Regions from separate parts of the Mus musculus genome. Here all the other regions are linked to region 1. A link is a contact called in public Hi-C and HiChIP or PLAC-seq data. All regions are on one chromosome and are shown on one strand. Each heading gives the region's core, a stretch centred on a gene start, on an enhancer-like site or on the middle of the called end of the contact. The rest is flanking DNA. Distances are from core to core; before and after follow the strand shown.

Evidence for each region. A called contact is a pair of places that touch in the nucleus more often than the background predicts. HiChIP or PLAC-seq counts read pairs in DNA pulled down with a chosen protein or histone mark.
Region 2: a contact with region 1 is called in a Hi-C map of cortical neurons. The contact joins the enhancer-like site here to the promoter of Fam135a in region 1. A contact is called at or near these places in 1 of 39 promoter capture datasets (cranial neural crest), 1 of 484 Hi-C or Micro-C datasets (cortical neurons), 1 of 115 datasets of contacts at active chromatin or transcription factors (pancreatic cancer cells) and 1 of 9 other capture datasets (liver).
Region 3: a contact with region 1 is called in an H3K4me3 HiChIP or PLAC-seq map of intestinal villus epithelium, with 6 read pairs. The contact joins the enhancer-like site here to the promoter of Fam135a in region 1. A contact is called at or near these places in 2 of 39 promoter capture datasets (cranial neural crest and embryonic stem cells), 5 of 115 datasets of contacts at active chromatin or transcription factors (embryonic stem cells and intestinal villus epithelium) and 2 of 9 other capture datasets (adipose tissue and pancreatic islet).

What each region holds. Positions count from the first base shown.
Region 1 is chr1:24,099,033-24,101,732 of GRCm38.p6, forward strand. Fam135a (family with sequence similarity 135, member A) reads right to left here and starts at 1,309. Exons shown (of 21, transcript NM_026604.4): 1 at 1,029-1,309.
Region 2 is chr1:24,229,252-24,231,951 of GRCm38.p6, forward strand. Col9a1 (collagen, type IX, alpha 1) reads left to right here. Exons shown (of 38, transcript NM_007740.3): 29 at 945-998; 30 at 1,632-1,703; 31 at 2,200-2,235. Among named protein-coding and RNA genes, the nearest start is that of Col9a1, 53 kb to the left of the region's middle. Within about 2 kb of position 1,345, at least 59 of the 459 cell types and tissues checked have an H3K27ac peak or open chromatin away from gene starts, as enhancers often do. A contact at or near this core is called in cortical neurons, where this site is marked.
Region 3 is chr1:23,883,574-23,886,273 of GRCm38.p6, forward strand. The region is part of intron 2 of Smap1 (small ArfGAP 1); the gene reads right to left. Among named protein-coding and RNA genes, the nearest start is that of Smap1, 37 kb to the right of the region's middle. Within about 2 kb of position 1,433, at least 5 of the 459 cell types and tissues checked have an H3K27ac peak or open chromatin away from gene starts, as enhancers often do. A contact at or near this core is called in intestinal villus epithelium, where this site is marked.

The DNA.
Region 1 (2,700 bases), core at 59-2,558:
TGTTAAATTTCACTTCAGATTTGTTCCTGGTCAACTGTTATTTACTGGAGCACTGACCTCTGGCAAATCTTAACTCTTTATAAATGGCCAGTTTGTTTCTCATAACATGACTGGTACATGTAATTCAAGATCCAATCAAGTGAGCTGCCATTCTTTAGAGAATTTCTGGTGAAGAAAGATGAAGAAACTGCTCTGGAAGCTTCAGTGGGGATACTAGGCATAGCCCTAGCTTGCGTAGAAAGCAGAAGAGAACAGAGGTTGTTACAACTCTTCGGGGATGTAATAAAAAGTAAAACATATGGACTGAAAAAGAGGTTCCATCCACACATATAGGAAAAAGGAGTTTTATGGCTTAAAAAACAAAACACCAACATTAAAGAACTAAAATCGGTTCGGTGGTTAGGAGCGGCTGGACCGAAAGCAATGAGGCGGGGGGACCAAAAGAGGTTAAGAGAGTGAGGGCCTCTGAAGGCAAGGCTCGACACTGGAGCAAAGAGATGCTTAAACGCAACAACAAAACGCAAAAGGCCAAAAAGCCCACCCTCCCACAAGTCAGTAACTAACAAAAGAGCTAGAACGAGGTGCCAAAGGAGAAAATAGTGCTAACAGCGAGGAAACTGATCGGCGACGGCCAAGAGGTTAACGACTGGGGATGCACAGTCGAGGGACCGAGCTGGACCGAGCGGAGAGCTCGACCGACGTCGAGGGACCCCCGGAGCCAAAGGGCGCGCGGGCGCGGGTGGAAGCGAATGAGGGTCGAAGGACCAGGCGGCGACCGTGGAGTGGGGCGGAGAGCCGGCGGGACACCGGGCACGACGAGTGGCAAGGGCCGGCCGGGGGCACCCGCCTGCGCGCCGCGCCCCTCGCGTCCCCGCCGACCTTCAGCGGGCCCAGGACCCGGCTCCGACTGAGGCCAGGGCGCCAGAGGCAGACGAGGCGAGGAGGCCACTTCCTGTCCGGCCCCGCGGGGGAGATGGACCTGGCCCGCGTCGCGGGGCCGGGAGTCGCGCGGACAGCGAGGGGCTCACCTCTCAACCGGCACGGCCTCGGCTGGCGCCTGTGCGACGGAGGAGCTCTGCGTCCGGCTGGTAGGCGTCCTTAGCCAGGTCCGCACCATCCCGCCCCGGGCCCGCTCACATCGCCATCGCAGCACCCGCAACCACCGCAAAGCCAAGAGCCGGCTCGTCTCCGGCGCTCGGCTCCCGGCCCAGAGCCGCCGGCGAGCATGCGCAGTCGCGTCGGTCCCAAGGGAACCGGGCCGCCGAGCGCTACCTGCGTTCAACAGGTCCCGGCCCGCGGCCCCGCCCCTGGGGCTCTCCCCTCCCCCTCCCGCAACGTCCCGCCTTCTCTGAGGCGAGGACCCGCCCCCTTGGGCTCCAAGTCCCGCCCCCCCAGGAGACTCAGCTGCCGCGGGCCCCCGGCGCCAACCGAGATTTGAAGATTTGTTCTCCCTTCCCGGCTCGCCCCTCCCGAGTTCCCGCGAGAACGGGAGACTTGCGTCAATAAAAAGCGCGAGCCCAGCCGGGGTGGGAGCTGGGGGTAGGGGGGGGGATAGTGTGAACCACTGGTCGAGAGTTAAAGGGCCCCAAGAGATGCGAAAGGACAGTTGAAGACTGAGGAGATTTCTCTCGAAGTCATCTACGTCTTCTCTCCTTGCTGCCATGGCTAGAGCCGACCCTCGCGCCTCTGCCAGGGCAGTGGGTCGGTGCTGCCCCAGCAGTCGCTAATGGGGCCATCCATGGTGTGGCCATGCGTGCAGCTGATCTATTAGTGTCTTGATTGATGACATCTTAAATAGAAGCTTTCAGGTCTTAAATTCCATTAACGGAAGCCCATAGTCTTTCATTGATTAACTTCATTTTCTTCTTTCCCGCTGTCCGAACAGAACATTTTTTAAAGATTTATTTACTTTACATCCTGCTCGGTTCCCCCTTCCAGATCCCCTCCCCTCCCACAGTCCTTCCCCCACTCCCCCTTCCCTTCTCTGAGTCTGTGAGGCTGGCACTTCCTATCCCACTGAGGCAGGACAAGGCAGCCCAGCTAATAAAACATATCCCACATAAATGGAGCTGCTTTGGGGATAGTAGCTCCCCTCCCCCTCCCGTTGTTGAAGACCCACATGAAGACCAAGCCACACATCAGCCACACATGCTGGAGGAAGTGGGGTTAGGTCCAGCCCGTGTATACTCTTTGGTTGGGGGTTCAGTCTCTGAGAGCCCCAAGGGTCCTGGTTAGTTGGTCTTCCTGTGGAGTTCCTATCCCCTTCAGGACTGCAATCTTTCCTCCTATTCTTCCATAAGAGGCCCCTCGCTCCATCCACTATTTGGCTGTGGGTGTCTGCTTCGGTTTGAATCATCTCCTGGGTGGAGCCTACAGAGTATCCTTATAATAGTGTCAGGGTTTGGTGCTTGCCCATGGATGGGTCTCAAGTTGGGCCACCAGCAGGACATTTTATAGCTCGTTAAAGCTTCTGTGTGTGACTCAAGCAAGGTTGGGAATTTCAGCAACAGCTGAAAATTTCCCTCAGAGCTGTAACACTTTCACACAGCTCAAGATAAAATGAATGGGGAGAACAGAACACAGCTTGTGATAAAAATGAATTAGGAGGAGAGAGTGGTGTCTCTTAGATATAATGTGAGGGAACATGATGCCACTGATAATCTGCTTGAAGATGGTTAAAAATGGCAAATATTGTGTATA
Region 2 (2,700 bases), core at 95-2,594, 130 kb after region 1:
AAAAGTTTAAAGGAAAACTAACTCAAATTAGTCCTTGCAGTCTTATGATAAACCTTGAAGGAAATGCGACTGTCTATCTACTTGTGTTCCGCTGCATTCTACTGAGCTGCAAACAACATTAGGTATATAACGGGCTTTAGTCAAATTGTATAAAACTAGGTTGGGTTCTCAAGGAAAGAAGTAAAAGTCTCATACCCCCTTTTCTTAAAAATGTCTTTTCTTTAAAGCTTAGGGTTTCAAGTAGAATAGAAATGTGAAAACTTAGATTTCAAATAATAAAATTTGAGATGGGCCCACGAGATTGGTGAGTCACACTTAACAAAGTCTACAATCCTTGGAGACATATTTAGATCTAGAATGAGTGCAACAAGAAATTTTATCTCAGAAAGTTTATAAATGTCTACCATCTGTGTCTTCTGGAGGTTGCAGCAATCATTTAAAGGCAAGCATCTCTGCCCTGTGTTTCCCTTTTATGCTTTTTGGAGGGACACAATCATTTGCCAGCTGCTCCTTTAAGGCGTCTGTAGACCCAAGAGCTTACACAGACACTGCAGCATGCCCAGTGAGTGGGTATGGAATACCCTAAGAACATGCCTAAGTGAGAGCATAAAAGTGTATATATGAATAGTCATAATATAAAACAGGATGTGACTTACATGCTGAAAATTACTAACATCATTGTGTGTACAGGCAGTGAACATTTCTGGTGTTCTGGCCTGGCATCCCATGAACAGCACAAGCAGGCTCCATGAGCAGTGCACAGAAGGTGACTGGTTAGACTCTTGACAGGATGGTTTGAGCCTTCAGTTGGAGTGATGGGAGATTTTGGCAACACCTATATTTTACCAAAAGCCTGGACGAAATGTTATTTCTTTTCATATAATAATGAAGCATTTAACTCTGGGCTGAATATCTAGCTGATGACAACATATATGTTTTCACAGGGCAGTAGAGGCCCGGTAGGACCAGAAGGGTCTCCAGGCATACCAGGGAAACTGGTAAGTGAAGTGTCCACTCTACATGCTTGCTTCCTGCAAAGCAGATATGTTTTGGTGTTTTTTTAAAGGAAAGCAGAGAAAAATTGCAAAAGATCATCTAATTAACTGTATATATGGTTTTTATTTTAGTTGTTATGTGAGTGTGTGAAGCTGTTGATATGGAATTTCCAATTGTATCTATGATAGTTGCATGAGTATTTTAATCAGCGTGGCTTGTAGAATGCATTTGAAAACCCAGAGAGGCATGAAGTGCCACGGCTGGCATCTGCCTCTTAGTGGAATGGAAGGGAACTGTAGATGAATGGTGGCCTTTGCTTCTTGTGTAGCTTCTGTTTACACAGCAGGAGAAGCAACAGCGGGCTGCGTTCTGCCAGGCATTAGCTGAAAGAGCCCACTGTTGCTGAGCTGTGCAGAGGGAATTCAGAGATGGGGTGGAAGGTGGGAGGCCACCCACCCCTCTTCTCCTGGAACGCAGGAGTGAGGCAGCACTAAACCAACCACACACTAACTTTACACATGAGTTGATACCCCGGCCCCCTCCCCCCAATCCCCACCCCGCCCTTGCCCGTCTGTCTTGTCAACTTTGAGCATCGAGGACACAGTGACTCTGAAGATTTTCTGTTTGTTTTCCAGGGATCTGTTGGCAGCCCTGGCCTTCCTGGCTTGCCTGGGCCCCCTGGACTTCCTGGAATGAAAGGAGACAGGGTAAGCTATCCAGAGGTCTACGTGGTTTTGTGTGTGTTCCCCCTCTTTTAAATCTGGAATGTTTACTCCTTCTTTGTTGGGAAATCAAGGTTGCTTTACCCAGTGAAGACTCTCTTTACTGATTATCATGAAGAAGTAGAGTGAAAGAAATATAGTGTTAAATTACTGAGAATTGACATTCAAGACAAAACAAAACTAACTTTCCAGAAGGAAGAAAAATAAAGGGTGAGGAGAAAAAAAAAATCAGTTGCAGTTATAGTTTTTATTTAGTTCTAAATTTCTATTCCTACCAGTAAAAGTTCATTCATATGAATATGACCAGAGAATGCTCTCATGTTACCAGAGATTTGGGAAACAATTGTGACGAGACCCTCTGGTCCTCAATTAAGTGGTGAGAATCAGGGAGCTCTCTTCCATCACCTTATCCATCAGCTCATTCAAGGATATCGGCTCATCTGAAATGATGCTGAAAAATGTCAAATTTTATTTACTCTAGGGTGTATTTGGTGAACCGGGTCCCAAGGGTGAACAGGTAAGTGTTGAGTGTTGTTAGTGGAAGGGTGAACAGGTAAGAATTGCATGTGGTTTGCGGTGTTGGGTATTCACCACTTTAAGTACAAGGAGGGGCTGGCTGGCTTGTGGGTGTGGTGTAACAGTGAAGGCACACAACTGTTCTCAGTGTGCTTTATAGTGAGGGAAAACCATAGTGAAGTTTGGTGTGCAGCCAGACTGTTTTTGGATGCTGGCACTAATGGCTGTTTCCTGGACTGTACAGTGTTCTTCCTTTGAAGTGGGTAGCCCTGTCTCTTAGCTTGCTGAATTTTATTCAGATGACACAGACTTTTGAAGCCACAGAAGAGCATCTAATCAAGATGCTTTTTGATGGAGACCTCAGCCAATAAAATGTGTAAATGGAGTTGGCCTGTGTCTGGATTCCTCTTTCTACTGTAGAATGACACTTTCCGGGGTTATTGAATTTTAAAACTGCTAGATAGAA
Region 3 (2,700 bases), core at 183-2,682, 220 kb before region 1:
CAATCTAACCCTAAACCACATTAAAAGAATCTCAAGTTTTTAAACACAGGTAACTTTATTTATTCAGTAACAAAAATACATTTTGATAAAAACTATTTATTTAAAAACAAGCAGTCAATAACTCTAAAACACCATGTTCAGGAGATGTCTTTAAAAAAAACTGAAAGAACATACAGTGTGTGTGTGTGTGTGTGTGTGTGTGTGTGTGTGTGTGTGTGTGTGTGTGTGTGTGTGAGTGAGTGATGAGAATATGGCATATCTAATAGCAGTAAATAAGTAACCCTTAGATATTACTTTCTAAGTGGCTACATTTTATAAAAACCATATATACCTCAAACTTAATAGTTTAACTGGACTCGGGTCTGGTTAGATCTTTTGGTAAAGCATTTTTAAAAAAGATTAGCATCTTTGAAAATAGTACTCATGATTATATGAGTATCATGGGAGTGGTAATAGTGACCATAAAGGTGACACAGAGTACATTTAAATGTGGTGAAATTACTTCTCTTACTTTGATTAATAAATACCTAACTATTTTTACATCAAAAAGCCTTTATTCTAATTACAGAACATTAAACCATATTGCAACCATCACTTTTCCAAATCTGAATGAAGACTATATAGGAATGACTTCCAAGACACAGGTTTCAATTTATGCACAGTGCTGTCCCTGAGCCAAGAGCTGTCATCTGCATCAGAGCAGTTGCAACTCTTGCAAGAGACACCCCAGATCTGGCTTGTTGGCTCTGAGCATTCCCTAACAGAAAATGAAAGGGAAGAGTCACTAGACCGGCACCAGATTTCTATCACTCCCTCCATTACAACACCCCTATGCAGCTATAGGGGAGAACTCACTATGCTGGGGTAAGAGTTTCTACTTGTAGTATTTGGGGGACACACCCAGGCTCCTGCAAGTCAACTCTAGCCTGTACTCTTTATCAGTAAGTCCATTAAATACACTGCTTCCCCAAGCTAGACTTTGATGGACTCACACTTTTTCATGAGTGACCTATTGGAATGCTGTTTTTATACAGGTTTTTATACCCACCACGGGGTACCCAAAAATATCCCTAAGGAACTAATTTGTAGACAGAAATCAGTATAGTGTTTGTCCTTGGAGGATTTGATTGGAAATTGACACAAGGGAACTCTACAGTGAGAGATGTTTGCTCTGCCTCCACCAGGGCCAACACTGGTAAAGTTTGTCAAGCTCTGTGAATCCTTCTCTGTGACATGGCAATTGTTTTAAGTAGTAAATAAACTAATGAAATGCCATGGTATCAAGTTGGCATTTCTGAGCATTCTTACAACAAGAATGATAGACCTTTAGATCTGAATAAAAAGCAACTTCAAAAGACAGATAGCAGCTCTTATCTAAAAATTCAGACTTGACTCCTTGTGACAAAATGCTGGGCAAAGACTGTGGACTATGGGCAGGCAGAGGGTTCACTCCTGACAATCATTCCAAGGACTGACTCAGAGAAGGCATGGCAGCAAGAGCAAGCGGGAGTTTGCCACTTTCTCCTTTTCCTCACAAAGGGATCCCAGTTCATCAAATGGTGCAACCCACATTTAGGGTGGGTCTTTACACTTCAATTAACCTAATTTACATAATCCCTCAAAAACTTGCCCAGAATTTTGTTACCATGGTAATTCCTAATCCTAGTAAAATTGGCAATCAAGATTAACCATTATAGCCCTTCCGCTCGCTCGACTCGAGACTCGAGCCCCGGGCTACCTTGCCAGCAGAGTCTTGCCCAACACCCGCAAGGGTCCACACGGGACTCCCCACGGGACCCTAAGACCTCTGGTGAGTGGATCACAGTGCCTGCCCCAATCCAATCGCGCGGAACTTGAGACTGCGGTACATAGGGAAGCAGGCTACCCGGGCCTGATCTGGGGCACAAGTCCCTTCCGCTCGACTCGAGACTCGAGCCCCGGGCTACCTTGACAGCAGAGTCTTGCCCAACACCCGCAAGGGCCCACACGGGACTCCCCACGGGACCCTAAGACCTCTGGTGAGTGGAACACAGCGCCTACCCCAATCCAATCGCGTGGAACTTAAGACTGCGGTACATAGGGAAGCAGGCTACCCGGGCTTGATCTGGGGCACAAACCCCTTCCACTCCACTCGAGCCCCGGCTACCTTGCCAGCTGAGTCGCCTGACACCCGCAAGGGCCCACACAGGATTCCACACGTGATCCTAAGACCTCTAGTGAGTGGAACACAACTTCTGCCAGGAGTCTGGTTCGAACACCAGATATCTGGGTACCTGCCTTGCAAGAACAGAGCTTGCCTGCAGAGAATACTCTGCCCACTGAAACTAAGGAGAGTGCTACCCTCCAGGTCTGCTCATAGAGGCTAACAGAGTCACCTGAAGAACAAGCTCTTAACAGTGACAACTAAAACAGCTAGCTTCAGAGATTACCAGATGGCGAAAGGCAAACGTAAGAATCCTACTAACAGAAATCAAGACCACTCACCATCATCAGAACGCAGCACTCCCACCCCACCTAGTCCTGGGCACCCCAACACAACCGAAAATCTAGACCCAGATTTAAAAACATTTCTCATGATGATGATAGAGGACATCAAGAAGGACTTTCATAAGTCACTTAAAGATTTACAGGAGAGCACTGCTAAAGAGTTACAGGCTCTTAAAGAAAAGCAGGAAAACACAGCCAAACAGGTGATGGAAA